2 separate regions of the Gossypium hirsutum genome follow, and region 2 is linked to region 1. A link is a contact called in public Hi-C data. All regions are on one chromosome and are shown on one strand. Each heading gives the region's core, a stretch centred on a gene start, on an enhancer-like site or on the middle of the called end of the contact. The rest is flanking DNA. Distances are from core to core; before and after follow the strand shown. Region 1 holds the start of LOC107945717 (mitogen-activated protein kinase kinase kinase 20). Region 2 holds the start of LOC107945719 (protein RALF-like 34).

Region 1 (2,537 bases), core at 11-2,510:
GCTAACGTGGCTAGTTAACTAGCCATGTTGGATGTCCACAGTGAAAACCCACCCAATTTAAGAAGAAATTGAAAAAAAAAACCCTAATAACAGAAGAAGAAGAGACTGTAAAATCCCTCTCAAAGTCTCTAATGACCCTACAAACAAACTAACAGCACCAAGGACAAGTGCTCCAGCCACCACCACTTGCACCACCATTAAAATGGGTTAATATTTTTTCCCCAATATTCTTCTTCTTCTTCCCTTAATTGATGTTGTTGTGGATAAATTTCAACCTCCCCCAACACTTGCACAACCAAATATATACTTCACTAATTTTTCCAAGGTTAAACTTTGTCCCACAGATTTATGAAATACTAAATCACCAAAAATAAATAAAAAGCCTTCTCTGCCTAATTTTGGTCAATAACAATACATAAGTAACTAGAACAAAAAACAAAGATTGGAGGACAATAAGAAGAATAAAGCGGGAGAAAGAGAGAAAGATATGGGTTTTTAGTATTTTACCATTTTCTAAATCTTAATTTTGGTTTCAATTTCTTTTTATTGTCTTCTCCTTTCTTTTCTGCGTAAGAAACAAGTAAGGTGAAAAAGAAAAACACTCAACACAAAGAAGAAAAAAAGAGCTTTCAGATCTGGGTCTTTCCTTTCATTGTTTGCTTCCCCACTATTTTTTTTTCTTTTTTGTTCTAGCCAAATACTACAAGTTAACGAAATGGTGTAAAGCTTTCAGATCTGGGTCTCCCATTTCATATTTTGCTTCCCCACTGTTTTCCTTTTTCAGATGTGGTTTTTTCTTTTTCTTTTTCGTCGTTTCCACTTGGGATGCCAACATGGCAAGTTAACAGGCCACCTCAGCTTTCTGTTACGTCTGTAATGATAATAACTGTTTTGTCATTTTTCAAAAGTTGAGTGACTGAATTGAAACTAGAGTAACTGTTTTCTCAGGTATCTCAAAGTTAAGAGATTGTTGGTGTAATTTACCCTTAAAATTTTGTAAGAAACAATAGTTGGGGATCCACGTAGTTAGTAAAAAAAGATTTATGGATTCTCCACATCAACCATGTTTTAAAGACCGGGGTTAAGCTATTTTTTCATATTCAAAATTTGGGAAATCAAATTAAAGAAGAAGAAAAAAAAACATCACGTGCATTAATTATAAGAAAATGAAAACTCGTACTTAATTAATAAACCCTCTAATTTTTTTTTTTTTAAATCCTTCTCCTAGTGGTAGTGTATATATATAAAAAGACATTGCGCCACCATAATGCCCTGCGTACCCTTAATTTGCATTCCTTTCTTTCTCTCAAAGAAACAAAACATCCTTCCATTCTTCCTAAACCCAAACTGGGAAAACTGAGGTTCAAATGGAGTGGGTTCGCGGGGATAGGATTGGATGTGGAAGTTTCGGCACTGTGAATTTGGTGGCTCCTGGAAAATATTTTCCAAAATATCCTTTAATGGCTGTTAAGTCTTGTGCAACCATCGACTCTGTTTCTCTCAAGAACGAGAAGGAAGTGTTTGATCAACTTGGTTTTTGCCCGCAAATCATCCGTTGCTTTGGTGACGATTACACTGTTGAGAATGGGGAGAAGGTTTATAATCTGTTCTTGGAGTACGCTCAGAAAGGAAGCTTGGCCGATCAGGTCAAGAGAAATGGTGGAAACTTGACGGAACCCGATGTTAGAAGATACGTTAGGTCCATACTTAGAGGGCTAAGCTTCGTTCACGCCAAAGGGTTCGCTCACTGTGATATTAAGCTTCAAAATATTCTTTTGTTTGGGAATGGCGATGTGAAGATAGCTGATTTTGGATTAGCAAAGAGAAGAGGAGAAAAACAGGGGAGGATGGAAATCAGGGGAACTCCTTTGAATATCGCACCAGAGTCTGTTAATGGAAACGATTATGATTCAGCAGTGGATATATGGGCACTTGGATGCGCCATTGTTGAGATGTTTACTGGGAAACCAGCCTGGAATTTCAAACCAGGAACCAACCTGGCTGCTTTGTTGATTCGAATTGGGGTTGGTGATGAATTGCCCGGAATCCCTCAAGAGTTATCGGAGGAAGGAAAAGATTTTCTTGGAAAATGCTTCGTTAAGGATCCCGACAACAGATGGACGGCTGAGATGCTCCTCCATCATCCTTTAATGGCTGGTGAAGAAGAAGAATCAACGTCTCCAAATTGTTATTTTGATGAACTTTCAGAATCACCGAGATGCCATTTCGATTTCCCAGACTGGGTTTCAACTCAATCAACAGCTTCTTCTCAATCGATTTTCCAAGAAAATTCAAGGATCGGGTATTCGTTTTCCAGTCACAGTTTATCAACTTCGGATCGGATTCGTGAATTGGCTTGTGATGAGGCACCCAGTTGGTTAGTTTCAGAGAGCTGGATCACCGTGAGAAAAGTTGTTTAATTATCCTTAATCAAATCTGACGGCCTTGATCCAATTGGTGGTGATCTTTATTGTAAATGATTAGAGGAAGAAAACAGAGATTTGACTGACATTTTTTTTTAATCTTTTTGCTGATGA
Region 2 (2,537 bases), core at 13-2,512, 130 kb before region 1:
TCTACTAAGTGTAATAGCCACCTTATGTGTACCAAATTTCGAGATTTGTCGGGCATTAAAATGCCCTTGATTAATTGAAGGATGAATGCTTGGGCGTATTATTCTTTGACAACCTCAGTCGCGTGTAGAGGAAGCTTATCGAAATTTTTCGCCAACTAATTCATCGATATCCGGTCACCATCAAACTTGTTCAGGACCTTCCCCAATAATGCAGTGCAGGGATCCTCTTTACCAGGAACGACCGTTGCTCCCGTGACGACTGACCCATCCATCGGTAGACTGAATTGTAACACCACGTCCTCTAGTGTGATTGTACACTCGCCACATGGAAGATGGAAAGTGTGTGTCTTGGGCCTCCATCTTTCCACCAACGCGCTGATGAGTCTAGGATCGAGTTTGTAGCCCCCAAGCATATGAGACGTATGCAAGAATTCTGCCTCTTGCAAGTAACCACAAATTTCAGTGATCAGAGGCTTTGTCAAATTATGTATGAACGCCTCCAAAACACGATCATCCGTTTATTTATAATGATAAAAAATATTTCAATTGAAAAAAAATAATTTAAATTTAACTTAATCGAAAATAACGAAAATTAAATTTTCATCTTACCATTACTGCTTAAGTGACAGAAATGTGATTGTCATCGAAACGAATTAGAAAGGTTGCTATTCGTGAAAACTTAATCCGAACGAATAAAATACATAATAATTAAAAAAAAACTAATATTTTTAAACGAGAATATTGAAAAATTTAGAACAAGAACTTGAGAAAATTGAGAAAGTTGAGAGAATTAGGAAATTAGAAAGAATTGAGAGAATAGAATATGAGTGAAAAATAAATAAGAATTGAGAGAATAGAATATGAGTGAAAAATAAATAAATTTGAGGCGTATTTATCGGTAAAAAGAATGATCATTGCCCCTTTTAAATTTTTTATCGTTACACAACCAATGTTCAAAGAGATAGTGGATTTGATCGTCGAAGGAAAACGCACACAACTGAATGTAATTTCTATTTCTATCTAAAAAAAACCTATTTACCTAATTTAAAAAAAATGCTTATAAGCCTAATTAAAGATTAACCCTTTAATTGCAACAAAATTACATTTCGAGAAAAAAATTGTAAAGAGAATCAAGGGGCCCAATGTAGTTCGACCACGTCAGGCTAGCGGCCAGCCGCGTCCATCTCCATCATCCCCTCCATCGCATGTGCACCATGTCCCCCTATCATAAACATAATACATAAACGACCTTGATTGAGCCAATAATGCACCCACAAACATCACAAAATCAACGGCAAAAGCCAATCTAAAACCATGGAATGCTACCACACAGAACACGATCAATTCCATTTGATTGGCTCAAGAACCGAAGCACGCGGTAATGGAGGGCATCGATTGAAAGCACAGCTGTAAATCAATCATCTCTGTGCTGATTGTGACCCCATCTGTCCCCTTAAACCGAACCCCAAAACGAAAACCACTTCAATTATTCTCTTCTTCATCCAAAACTCTCCTTGCAAGCAACTTGTTACTGACAATGGCTTCTTCTTCACTTCTCAGCAAGCTCCTTTTGCTCCTTTTCATCTCTTACATTGTGTTGTGGGGATCGAAAGTGGATGCCCAAGTTGAAGAGACAAGCTTGAAGCTGATGAGAGATGCTTTGGAATGGCCGCTTTCTGTGTCACTTTACAGTGACTTAAACGACAATGAAGGTGAAGAAGAGGTAGATGGTGAAGAGGAAACTGGGCATAGTCGTAGATCCTTGTTTTGGACGAGAATGAGGTATTACATTTCGTACTCGGCGCTTTCTGCTAATAGAATCCCATGTCCCCCAAGATCAGGAAGGTCTTATTATACCAACAACTGTTTCAAGGCACATGGATCAGTCCACCCTTACTCTAGAGGATGCTCCAGGATTACCCGCTGCAGGAGATGAGTTTTTCTTTTTTCTTTTTCTTTTTAGTGGATGCTTTGGGTTTGTAATATTTTAATGTGTATTTTGTGAGAACTATGGAGGAATTGAGTGTTGAGGTTTCGGGTTTTGCCATTTTTGTGAGTTTTTGTTTCTTGGTTTAATGTGTGGATTAGCAATGTAATTATGAACCTATGATGTGTGATTTGGTTAAGATACTTTTAAGGTTATGGTTATGGTAGTTACCGTATGTCTATATCATTGTGAATTTCATCGTTTCATATATTACTTAAAACTACTTTGGTTAAACTACTACTTTTGGGTAACTTTTTGCTGTCACAAACATACTAAATAAGATTTACATTTACATAAATTTTAATAAATTAATATAGATTTTAAAACAAGTCCTTTGCTTTTTTCAGTGTGATCAACATTGTTACGTGGCGTAATACAATTAAGAATTTTGTTACCCATTGTCTCTTGGGCATTTACATCGACAGTACAAACTATTTGAATAAAAATACATTAGGTTGTAATTATAAAAAATAATAATTTTTTAAATTTATTTGATTAATAGAGTGTAATTATATTGTGATTCTTTATATCATGTTACACAGTTACATAA

Evidence for each region. Hi-C and Micro-C count contacts between places; a contact is called where the count stands out from the background.
Region 2: a Hi-C map of hypocotyl shows a contact between it and region 1, with 3 times the contacts expected there. The contact joins the promoter of LOC107945719 here to the promoter of LOC107945717 in region 1. A contact is called at or near these places in 11 of 34 Hi-C or Micro-C datasets (callus, hypocotyl, leaf and 1 more).

The regions. Positions count from the first base shown.
Region 1 is chrD12:30,774,417-30,776,953 of Gossypium_hirsutum_v2.1, reverse strand. LOC107945717 (mitogen-activated protein kinase kinase kinase 20) reads left to right here and starts at 1,260. Exons shown (of 1, transcript XM_016879814.2): 1 at 1,260-2,537. The coding sequence starts at 1,368. The coding sequence ends at 2,420.
Region 2 is chrD12:30,907,673-30,910,209 of Gossypium_hirsutum_v2.1, reverse strand. LOC107945719 (protein RALF-like 34) reads left to right here and starts at 1,262. Exons shown (of 1, transcript XM_016879819.2): 1 at 1,262-2,162. The coding sequence starts at 1,538. The coding sequence ends at 1,936.